3 separate regions of the Mus musculus genome follow, and all the other regions are linked to region 3. The links are chromatin contacts, called in public Hi-C and HiChIP or PLAC-seq maps. All regions are on one chromosome and are shown on one strand. The core of a region is the stretch at or near the end of the contact, and the rest is flanking DNA. Distances in the headings are between cores, read along the strand shown. Region 1 holds the start of B230311B06Rik (RIKEN cDNA B230311B06 gene). Region 2 holds the start of Gde1 (glycerophosphodiester phosphodiesterase 1). Region 3 has its middle 20 kb from the start of Syt17.

Evidence for each region. Hi-C and Micro-C count contacts between places; a contact is called where the count stands out from the background. HiChIP or PLAC-seq counts read pairs in DNA pulled down with a chosen protein or histone mark.
Region 1: a contact with region 3 is called in a Hi-C map of the N1E-115 cell line, with 4 times the contacts expected there. The contact joins the promoter of B230311B06Rik here to the enhancer-like site in region 3. A contact is called at or near these places in 1 of 39 promoter capture datasets (the 3T3-L1 cell line), 13 of 484 Hi-C or Micro-C datasets (the AML12 cell line, Kupffer cells, the N1E-115 cell line and 8 more), 2 of 115 datasets of contacts at active chromatin or transcription factors (intestinal villus epithelium and pancreatic cancer cells) and 2 of 9 other capture datasets (adipose tissue and liver).
Region 2: a contact with region 3 is called in an H3K27ac HiChIP or PLAC-seq map of extraembryonic endoderm stem cells. The contact joins the promoter of Gde1 here to the enhancer-like site in region 3. A contact is called at or near these places in 9 of 39 promoter capture datasets (3T3-L1-derived adipocytes, the SN4741 cell line, cranial neural crest and 5 more), 2 of 484 Hi-C or Micro-C datasets (the AML12 cell line and nephron progenitors) and 5 of 115 datasets of contacts at active chromatin or transcription factors (bone marrow-derived macrophages, extraembryonic endoderm stem cells, large pre-B cells and 2 more).

Annotation. Positions count from the first base shown.
Region 1 is chr7:118,590,559-118,594,307 of GRCm38.p6, forward strand. B230311B06Rik (RIKEN cDNA B230311B06 gene) reads left to right here and starts at 1,727. Exons shown (of 2, transcript NR_169121.1): 1 at 1,727-1,902.
Region 2 is chr7:118,704,294-118,708,449 of GRCm38.p6, forward strand. It overlaps Gde1 (glycerophosphodiester phosphodiesterase 1), which reads right to left and starts at 1,445. Exons shown (of 6, transcript NM_019580.4): 1 at 1,097-1,445. The coding sequence starts at 1,357.
Region 3 is chr7:118,461,365-118,465,231 of GRCm38.p6, forward strand. No RefSeq gene overlaps it. Among named protein-coding and RNA genes, the nearest start is that of Syt17, 20 kb to the left of the region's middle. Within about 2 kb of position 1,982, at least 25 of the 459 cell types and tissues checked have an H3K27ac peak or open chromatin away from gene starts, as enhancers often do. A contact at or near this core is called in the N1E-115 cell line, the SN4741 cell line and extraembryonic endoderm stem cells, where this site is marked.

The DNA of each region.
Region 1 (3,749 bases), core at 477-2,976, 130 kb after region 3:
GGTGTCTGCTCACAGCAGTAAAACCCTAACTAAGACAATCACTACGTGACTGAGCTACTCCCTCCTACCACTACATGCCAGTCTACCATGCCAGTCTACCATGCCAGTCTAGTCTACCATGCCAGTCTAGTCTACCATGCCAGCCTACCATGCCAGCCTACCATGCCAGTCTACCGTGCCAGTCTACCGTGTCAGTCTACCATGCCAGTCTACCGTGGTGGGCTGAAATCCCTTTGAAACCATGAGCCCAAGCAACTCTTTCCTCCTTCATTGTTATACATTTTGACCACAGCAATAAGACAAATAACACACCTGGCCTTTTTCCTGGCAGACCTGCATGCATTCCCTACCCTCCTTGACCCTTGACCCTCTTCTCTAGGCCTCCTTCTCTTGTGGCATTTACCATTCTTTAACAGCTTGCCTTCCTGGTAATTGTGGCATTATTGTGGCTGTCAGCCTACCCCAGTACAACAGAACGTAAGTCCCATGGTAGGAATGGTCTGTGGTCATGGCAGATCACCAAGAAGTTCATTAGGCTTGTGGGAATTAATGGATGGAGGAGGGGAGACTCTTTCTCTCAGAGATTGCTCAATAACTATTACTCATTCATTCATTTTACTGGTATTGGAATTCTGTCGGGACTCCACCCCCCACAGTTAGCTGGCAAAAGCCAGGTAGGCCTGGCCCACTATAAAAGGGGCTGCTTGCCCCCTCCCCTCTCTCTTGTCTCTCTTCTCTTGCCTCTTGCTCTCCCTCTCTCTGCATTCCCTTCCTCCATTTCCCCACGTGGCCATGGCCAGCCTCTACTTCTATACTCTCTCTCTCTCTCTCTCTCTCTCTCTGTGTCTCTCTCTGTCTCTACTACCCTCTTGACTCTCCTCCCCATGCCCTAAATAAACTCTATTCTACACTATACCATCATGTGGCTGGTCCCTCAAGGAGAAGGGATGCCTTGGCATGAGCCTGTCAAGGCGTCCCCTTCCCCATACCTCACCACACCCCCCATAAAACATATTCTTATACCCTTTTTTTCTTAATAATCTTTTTATAACAACTGGCGTGTTTGTTTTGTTTTGTTTTTGAGAAGTGGAAAGGGAAGGAGTCAGAGTCTCATGCATCCCATGTATCCATCCCATCAAATCCACTATGAATGATCTTGAACTTCTAACCTACCTGCCTCTGCTTCCTAAGTGCTGGGGTTGCAGGTGTACACTGCCATTCTGTTTTATGAGTGTGGGGCTCAAACCCCAGGATTCTTTCATGCTGGATAAATTACTAATGAAGCTGTATTCCTGGCTCTTTTTGTTTTGAGACAGATCTCATTATGCAGTTTATCCTTGCCTCAAGCTAGATTCCCCTGCCTCAGCCTCCCAGGCAGTGCTTTGGCAGGAACTCACACCACCAACCCTAATGAAACCTGGTGCCTCCTCGTGTGCTGGGTGAGTGCTCTCTGGTGGGCTTTCTGTGCCTCTGTCACTTTCACAGTGTGTACTTGAGCCTAACGGAGCACTGGACTCTTCCATATAGCAGAATTTGGTAGAGTAAGCTGGCATACTTTTCTCATGGTAAGTGGCCTTTTACTATGGGGTGTCCACCATGATTCCTCAGGACAGACAGAAGGAGTGTCCCTCCTCTCTTCCACACTCTGGCCTCCTCACTTCCCAAGGTCCCCCACAGATGTACTTCCGGTCCATCTGGAAAACATTTCCCTCCTACGGAGGTAATGACTTCCGCCTGTACCCATTCCCATCAGCCCTGCTACACTGTCCTGCTCTGAGTTCTGACTACTCTCTGTCTCTAGGGAGGACTTGGCTGAAATCTCCGAGGCAGGAGATGAATCCTGATGAGAGCCAAAGTTTCTCTGAGGTGGCTCATGGCCTAGACGCTGCTGCCCAGAACGCTGTGAGTGGGGGAAGGGAAAGTTCCCTTTGGCTATTGTTGCAGACAGACAGCAGGACACCAGCACACACACTCAGCAGCTGCCCTCGTGGGTATTTGTTATAAGGCTGTTGAGCTCCAAGGGCTCCTTTTGGGAGGACCATGCTGTTCTGGTATGTCATCATTCCAACTTTCTCATGGTAAGCTGTCATTTCCAGAGAGAGAGAGAGTGAAAAATGAGACAGCCTTGGATCAGCAAATGGTTCTTCACTCACTGGCTGTGCGATCCAAGGCTTGTTACTAAGCCTCTCTGTGCTTCTGCTCTCTCATCTATTTTCTCCCCTTTCCTTCTTTCCTCTTTTAGATAAGAGCTTGCTAGGTAACCCAGGCAGGCTTTAAACTTAAAATATTCCTGCTTCAAGCCACCAGAGTTCAGGGATCATGGGTCTGCATGACCAAACCTGACTCTCTTCCTATATCAGTGGTATCTGTTCCTCTGTTTAAAAAAAGCATTAGCTGGACCTGGATTGTGCAGACAGGGAGAGGTGTGGGTTTGACTCCTAATGTGACCTGGGTATCTGGGAGCTATAACCAAGGAGCAGGCTGGAGGTTGCTGATAGGAAATTACCAGGACAGAATATTAGAGCTGTATTAGTTAAGTTGCTCTGAGCAGATTGGAGGAGGGAGGACTTAGTTTATTCCAGATTTCAGAGGCGTTGGTCCAACTTCTATCATGCTGGCCAAGAAGCAGAGAGAGGGATGGTAGCAAGAAAGAGGTGAGGGCAGAGCATCTCGCGTCCACCCCTGCTTCCTCCCAGGGGTGCCATCTAGATGGGAATTCATCAAAATACAAGGTCAGAACCTGCAGTATCTAACTGTGAGCAATCTGTCACACACACAGCAGGATGGAATGTCTCATTAATCATGAGGTGATTCGAACTCCAATCAGGACGACTGTGGCGACTAGCCACCACAGGGAGTTAAGGAGGTTTCTATCTAGGCTGAGCTGATGAAACTGTCACTGCAGATAGATCAGGTGACAGATACCATCTAGGAAGGAGGCCCACTCAGTGAGGGGCAGCAGGTATTAGGGCTCCTTCTTCCTAAATGACTGTGCAAGGCTCTCTGGCAACACTAGAGTTCACAGGGGAGAATACAGGCAGGCTCTGGAGTTGGTTAGGAGCCTTACAGTTAGGCTACACAAAGAATCTTAGTCATCTCTGTTCAGCTCAGATCTAAGAGGCAGAGGCAGGGCACTGAGCTCAGAGTTATATGTAAATCTGAGTCTAGAGAGGACCCGCTGAGCTTTCTAGGTTCGTAAGTCCCAGAACAAATAATTGGACCAGGGTGAGAAAAAAGTAGAGGTGCTGATGGACCCCCACCTGGGAGTGTGGTGAGTCTCTAAGGCCTCTCCTCTCGGGAGAGTGCCTTGGGTGAGCTTGGTTTGTTCCTCATAGCCCTGGTGAGGGAGGAGTTCCCAGGCCTTCCGCCAACTGGCTTCTTTCATATGCTAATCTCCCCTCCAGCCCTATTCTGCCAACAGTTGCTGTAACAGAAGACCACCCCTCCTCCCAAATTGGGTGCTTTATATAGAAAAAAATATATCGTTCACACAGTCTCCAGCTGGGAAGGGACATCTGTTCAGTGAAGAGGAACAAATACAGCTTCTGGAACATTCCTGTGAAGCAAATTGCCTGGGTGCTTCAAAGATATCAATAGCTGGAGTGGGGGCGGGGCAGGGGCAGGGGTGAGGTGGGAAGCTCTGTAAAGCTCTTGCATAGTAAACAGGAGGTCCTGAGTTCCACCCCCAACCCTGGGGGGTGGGGCAAGGAAACAACAAGAGTCGGGGTTGGCTGAAGCAAGGGAGGAGG
Region 2 (4,156 bases), core at 195-2,694, 240 kb after region 3:
AAACAGACTAAAAGCTGTAGTATTTGCATATGTCCCAGGAATGACCTCCTATACCCCTCAAGTCAACTCTTGGCATTCTTCCATCTAAAACAATCTAGCTATGTAAGCAGTTAAGGTGTGACGTCACTCCACATACTTCTTTCATGCTATTTTTTTGATCTACAATTAAACCCACAGATGCAAGGCCAACACGTATGAAGGCTGACTGTAGTGCACTGAAGTCCATAATCCACTGAAATGCTCTTGCCATACAAGCTGACATTAATCTGAAAACAGAAGGCTTCCAAGGGCAAAGGGCTATTAAAATTCTCCTGGGTGCCTTATGGAAAGGGGAAGCAAATATTGACAGAGGAGTCTGGCTGCCAGGGTTGACGACTATGATGAAGGTGTATTTGGAAAGAGGCCATAAAGATAATATCCAAGTAATACAGAGGACAGAAATACACCCTGTGATAAGGGTGATTAAGAATATCTTGCTAGTTGGTGGTGGTGGGTGTCTTTAGTCCCAGCACTTTAACCCCACCAGGCAGGTGGATCTGAGTTGAGGCCAGTCTGATAAGTTCAAGGAGTGGACTACAGAGAAACCCTGTCTCGAAAAAAAGAGAGAAATCCCATTTACTAACAAGAACCCATTTGACCTAGTTCATATCTTAATTCATCCATACACTAGAGTTTGTTCTGCTCCTCGAAGCCAGCACCACATATAAGCCTGTTGTGTTGTGTTGCTACCTTACCACTCCAACATAAACCTCACCTCAGGCCCTTTGCACTTGCCATCGGCATCCTGGAACACTTCCCACTGATTCCAACCTTGTAATTCTAGTTCACAGTTCACAAATATCTAGTTCATAGAAAACTACTGCTACATAATGCACTGCCCCACCCTAAAGTAGCCTCATATGTTATCTCTCCCAACCCAGATGAAAGCCCTGTCAAAGGAGTCGTGCCTGGCTGCCATCCCAGCGTCTGGCACATACCAAGTCTTACAATTACCCGCGGAATTCTAGAAATAGCTGAAGTGGGGAGGGATGCGGAGCCGGGAGGAGAAGAAGAGATGTCAGCGGCGGAGCAGGCCCGAGGCGTGCGCGGGGCTCACCTGCCGGATGGCCGCCAGCGTGTTCTCGGGCGCGTCGTGGCTGCCGCCGCGATGGGCGATGGCGGACACGCGGTCACGGGGCTTGAGCACCTGCAGGGCCCGGCGGGACGGCACCGGCTCGAAGCTGAAGAACCGCAGCAGGATGTAGAGGCTGCCGGTGAGCACGCAGGCGTTGAAGGGGCTGCGTGTCACCACCAGCAGCAGCACCAGCACGAAGGAGAAGGGGCCCAGGAGGCCGCCCTGGTCCTCCCACAGCCACATGCCGGCGCCTGCACCGGCACGGACCGGAGCCCCGGACCTGCCGGGCGACGCGTAGACGCCGAGGTACTGGCCACAGCCGGAACCCTCCGCTGGGAGCAGCGCTGCACAATGGCGCCGACGGACCCATCTCGAGAAAGAGCCCGCCCTCCAGCCAATCAGAGTCCCGGAGCTTCGGCGTTGGGGGGCCGGAACCGCTGTCATGGCAACAGGAGCAGGCCCTTGCCCCAGGCCTGGGTTCCAAGGGCGCTTCGGGTTATGTAAAGTGAGGACAAGACTTAGACCCTGTCCTTCAGACTTAGTGGAAGGAGGGTGACACGGTCAAAGTTTCTTAGTGACCTTGTATCTGACCTCGAGGAAACTAAAGGCTTTGACTTTAAAAGGAACAGGATGTTTAACCTGCTTATTCAAAATGTGCCAGTAGTGTTTCCAGAGTTCTTCTGGGTCAGAGACAGGGCCTGTAATGAGCCAGGCTTACCCTGGAGCTGTAATAAGTTACGCTCCATGAACCAAACAAAAAAAAAAGTAAAAAGCAGAGAAATGGACACACCGGGAAGAAATCTAGTAAAGCACACCCACAAGTCCGTTTTCAGGGTTCTGACGGGAGGTTTAGGTTTAAATAGAGGGCAAGAGGCATGCTTGGCTAAGAAGCCCCGCCCATCATTGACCACTTAGTTCCAGTCTGTTCAGAAAGGTCCGGGACCTTCAGAACCCTTTGAACTTACAGAAAAGATACATTTTTTTCCAGGCTGGACACAGGCTCTAAGCCCTTTCCTTCTCTCAAAATCAGACTCCTAAGGAAATTCCAATTTCCTGCGGTCCATGCCTCAAAATAATATCAAGAAGGGTGACTTACAAATGTCTCTTTGGAATATCTTCATTCTTGCAAGGGCTGTTTCCACCAGGACACATGTCTGCATTTAGTGAAAGTACCTTCCCCTTGCGGGAAGTAGTATTGAGCACGATAACAAGACAAGGAAAATTAAGGGACCGTGGGAAGGAAAAAGAGCTCTTACTAGAAGTGTGGTTAAAGCCTCTTGACTTTAAGCATCAAGAATTCCTGCATGGGTAGCCCACATTCCTTTTATATGGAGATGCTTCAAGTTAGAATGTTCAAATAGCAACAAATCTAAAGGTCTAATATATGGCTTTTCTCCTTTTCCATCTGCAAGCCTGCAATTTGCTAGGAATCTCGTTGACAGTAAAGATGCGTTCACCTCCTTGTGGGACCTTTGTGAATCATGGTTTTATCTTAAGGATTGTGGCTCTTCTCAGTGTGCCCAGAAAGCCACCTTAAATCTCATTTATTGGGCTGGAGAGCTGACTCAATGATTGGGAGTACTGGCTGCTCTTCCAGAGGAACTGAGTTCAATCCCCAGCCTACATATGGTAACTCATTTAATTCCAGAGGCTCTAACACCCTTCTCTGGCCACTGTGGGCATGGTATATAACATTTTATTAAGAGAGAGAGAGAGAGAGAGAGAGAGAGAGAGAGAGAGAAGAGGACAGGCAAGATGTGGTACCAGCCATATGACGGATATAGTATGGAATAGAGTTTATTTAGGGCATGGGGAGGGGTGTTGAGAGAGTAAAGGCAGAGAAAGCAGAGGGGGAGGGGAGGCTGGCAGGGAACATGGGGAGAGAAGAGAGGGAAATGGGGAAGAGAGAGAGAAGGGCAGGGAGTAAGAGGATAAGAAGATAAGATCGAGGAAGGGACAAACAGTCTCTTTTATAGTGAGTCTGGCATACCTGGCTGTTGCCACGTAACTGTGGGGTGGAGCCTTGAAGGAATGCAAACACTGTACTTGTGAGTTGCATAAACACACATGCATACAAACACACACACACATAAAATAAAAATGTAGGCCAGGCAGTGGTGGCACAGGCCTTTAATCTCAGTGGATTTCTGAGTCTGAGGTCAGCTTGGTGTACAGAGTGAGTTCCAAGACAGCCAGGACTATACAGAGAAACCCTGTCTGGTGGGGTGGGGGGTGGGGAGGAGAAAGAAAAAAATTACCTCATTTATTGAAAGAAAAAGAGGGTAGGAAAATTTTTCATAGGACTACCTAAAACAAGGAGAACCACTAAAACACAGCACAGCTACAGCTAAGACACAGTAAACTCCTAATAAACTCCAACTCTGTTTCATATTGGCTTGTCTGAAGAATCTTGCCTGTGAGCTGGGCATGATGGCGCACACCTTTAATCCCAGCACTTGGGAGGCAGAAGCAGGCGGATTTCTGAGTTCGAGGCCAGCCTGGTCTACAGAGTGAGTTCCAGGACAGCCAGGGCTATACAGAGAAACCCTGTCTTGAAAAAACCCAAAATCAATCAATCAATCAATCAATCAATCCTGTTTTCACCTGAGTAGAGGTCTCTGGAAAGAATCAGGTGGCAGCCACAGTGCTCAGTGTCTCTGGTCCATACTCCATTGCCACTCCCAGTAGTGGCAGCTCTGCGAACCCTGAACACTAGGCACTGTGCCAGGCAAGGTTTGCGCTGGCAAGCACCACATACTTTGTTTTATAGTGGCCTTACTTGAGATAGGCATTCTATCAGGAGACTGGTTTCTGTTGACTTTAGGCAGCTTCTCCGGCACAATCAGACTGTAAACTTGGAAGGAAGGAGCAATTGTGATAAGAAACCTCTTTTTTATTTTTTTGGTTTTTTTTTTTTTTTTTTTTTTTTTTTTTCCGAAACAGGGTTTCTCTGTGTAGCCCTGGATGTCCTGGAGCTCACTTTGTAGACCAGGCTGGCCTCAAACTCAGAAATCCGCCTGCCTCTGCCTCCCAAGTGCTGGG
Region 3 (3,867 bases), core at 732-3,231:
TAAGATTACAATTTTGAAGCAGACTGTACCCATCAATATACCGAGGATCATGCAGCTCATGGTCCCCAGGCTGGACATGCTTAATACTTGCTCCTGCAGTAAGGTCAGAGCAAACGGGGTGTGGGCAATTTGCAGGTTACATACACCAACCTGATTGTAATACTGAGTACATACAACCGGGAAGCAGCTGCTGTTACCGACCATGCTCAGACGTGGTCTGCACTCGGTCATGCCTAATTGACGGTCAGTTCACATTTGTGTCTGATTCTGCAGTCTGGGCTGTCAGCTGCAGAGAGTACTAACTATCAGAGAAAAAGCAAAAACGTGGAACTCCAAGAATTCCAGAGGGCTGGGATGCGACTCAATGGTAGGGCTTTTGCTTAGCATGTACACGACCCTGGGTCGGATCCACAGCAGCACAGAAGTAGGAAAATGTAAGGGTGGAGGCTCCGTTCCTGTTTTCTACGTCATGTCTGTTGAACAATGCTTAAAAGCTACACTGTTTTCACTCCAAGCAGCAAGGGGTAACTGCTTAAAGTAACAGTGTGGAGCCGTGATGTCCTCACAACAGAAGCAGATAGATCTTCAGCTGCCAAGCTCCACTGTCAAGTGAATGAACTAATAGACCCCCTAAGGGATTAGAAAAGCACACTTGTGGGTGTTTACAGAGAAGGCTCCATCTCGAAGCTCTGACCTAAGCGATGTTTAACTTGTTGATAGACCAAGCAGACTGTAGCTGGCTGGACACTGGGAGAGCTATGGCAGGTGAAGCCTGTGGGAAGATTGCAAACCACTGGGGAGTGGCTTTAAAGGGCACAGCCTGCTCTGACTCCTTTCTGTCTCTGCCTGCTTCCTGTCCACCTCCAAGTACAGAATCTCCTCCCACACACTCCCACCACCATAATGCTTTGCCTCACCATGGTCCCACAATCAGCAAAGCCAAGGACTATGAACCAAGGTCTCTAAAACCATGAGCCATGATAAACCTTTTATGTTGTTTATGTCTGGCATCCTGTCACAGTGTTGAGAAAACCAAGCACAGACCCACATGTCACACAGTTCCAGAAGGTACCACCAACAGCCCGAGTGCTGAGCCATCTCTCTTGCACTCATGTTAAAAATAAATTTAAATTTTTCTTTTCATAATATTTATTTCTTGAGAGAAATGTTTAGCACACACGTGGACGTCAGAGGCAGCTTGTAAGCATCTGTTCTCTTTCACGGTGTGGGTCCTGAGGACTGAACTTGGGTCGTAAGCCTTGGCAACAAACACCTTTGACCCCACAGCCATTTCACCAACTCCGGTATTTCTATTTATAAAGCAACCACAGACCACACACAGGCACACACACACACACACACACACACACACACACCCCACAGGGCACTAATTGCTCAGCAACAGATATTAACTCACAATAAGTGTTAAGGTTTCTGACCCTCAGCTACCTCATGTGTAATATAGATGACCATTGTAGAGTCATCCTGAAGTCCTTTGGGAGAGGCTGGACAACGCTGTGACAAACCATGTACATTCCCACAGAAGAGTAGAAAGCAAGCAAGATCACTAGGGGCTGGGGAGGTGGCTCATCTCAAGAGCACTTGCTGCTCAGGCAGAGGACTTACACTCTATGTGCACATCCCCCCCCAAACTCTCTCTCTCTTTCTCTCTCTCAGAATGCCAAGGCATTTTATGTCTTATCCCAAAATCTGGGTGTTGCCTTGCCTTGCAATGTTTGGAATAGAACTGGTTGTGGATTACACACCCATCCCCCTCCTGCCTTTTTGGTTGTAAAACATCCTTGCTGACAATGAGAACACTCGGGTGCTGATGTCATCAGAAGCAAGCACATTTGCAGTAGTGTAGAAGTGTTCTCTTCCCCACCCCTCAGAGCAACGTCAAGCCAAGCTCTGCTCCTTGAAGCATGCACACACGGTGGGCAAGGCACCTTCTGTGAGTCAGAATGACCTTTTTTGCATATCCATCTCCTCCCTAGAGAGACGGGCCCTTTTATTACATTTTCCCAGCCTGGGGTTGAGCTCTGCGGGCAACCTCCTGTCATTTGTTTGTCTGATGGGCATCATTTCTTCTAAGAATCTAATTAGGATCTTTTCAAGAGTGCAGCCTGGAAGCGAGGGAATTAAATATGACTCAGAGGGTGTGCTGCCCAAAGCCAGGCGAAGGCGAGATGATGGTCCTTGATTTATGCATCCATTTGTTCCATCTGCAAGTCCCAACAGTGTGTCCTTTCTGTGCCAAGCCAGGGGCCAGAGCAAGTGTGTAGAAGCAGAGGCTGTCTATTTCACAGACAGGGTTACACAGGGGAAAAAAAAGCCATTAAACTTGGGATGCACGAAGCCACACCCACCGAGACCCCTTTCATGGACCTCTTTCTGTGGTCAAAGGAAGGCTGTATTTCATAGGTCTCTTCAGCTAGTGGAAGTCATGTAACTGCTGCTACTTTTAACCAAAAGGATATACATACAATACACAAAGACAACCAAAATACGTAGCCCAGGCTGGCTTCACACCCTGCAGCTTCCTGCCTCTGCTTCCTGAGTGCTGGTCTCCTAGACATGCACACATTCAGCTTTCAACTCTCTCCCCCTCTTTCTCTTAAAGCATCAAGAGGTCTGTGCAGAGGCATCCTCGATCGTCCTCAGACATGCAGGAAACTGGGTGATGCACGTATGTTTTTCCTAAGCCACTGAGATTCAATGATCTATGAATTGTTGTGGCATACTATAGCCCCACCTGATTAACTTATAACTTTCAACAGGCATGATGACATTTGTCAGCACTCAGACGGTGGAGGTAGGAGAATTGTGGATGACTGGCCAGCCTACATTTCATAGTAAGACTCTGTTTCAAATAACACAGGTCTGGCAAGATGGTCCAGTGAGTCCACACAAGCTTATGGTTTGATCCCCAGAACCCACACAAAGAGGAAAGGAAAAAATTATTCCACAAGGTTGTTCTCTGACCTACACACACACACACACATACACACACACACACACACACACACACACACACACACACACACACATGTGCTTCTCATCATACACACACTAATAAATCTAAAAGAAAGGAAAAGAAAAGCACACAGCCATAAAACTTTGACCTTACAACCAGTTAAACAGATAATGACAAACTTAGGGAAAACAATTATATGCCTGGTTTATTTGGTGAATGTTTGCAGAGCACAGACTGAATGCCAGACATTGTGTTAGGGCCAAAAAGGGAGTTGGGTCTCTGCCCTCATGAGGTAAGTGATCTGATAAGAGCCGAACAGTGCTGACAATTGCTCAATAAATAATGTGTTCCTAAGTGCAGCAGAGGTGGAAGAAAGGCATCCATGCAGCCTCGAGCTCACACCAGCCCCCAAGCAGACGCTCACAAGCATTGCACTTGTCTTTCTGCCATCGTTCTGTCAAACTTGACTAACTTTTGAGAGCTTCAACACCACTTCTATTTACAAAATCTTAGCCACCTGCCTTTTGTAATAAAGGGTAAGCAGATATATATCCCCAAATATTGAACTTTAAAAGAAAATCAAAGTTAGCAAATTCAATGTGAGATCTAGGTTTTGGGTCAGAAAGGGGGTGTCAGTAGGAAAATGTAGTGAGATCCATATTTAAGTCTGGGAGCTGGGCAGATTGTCCAGTTGGTAGAGTGTTTGCCATCCAAGCGGAGAGCCCAAATTCAATGCCCAGAACCTACAGTAAAAATGTAAAAGGTAAGCCGGGCATGATGGCTCACGCCTTTAATCTCAGCACTCGGAAGGCAGAGGCAGGCAGATTTCTGAGTTCAAGGCCAGCCTGGTCTACAAAGTGAGTTCCAGGACAGCCAGGGCTATATAGAGA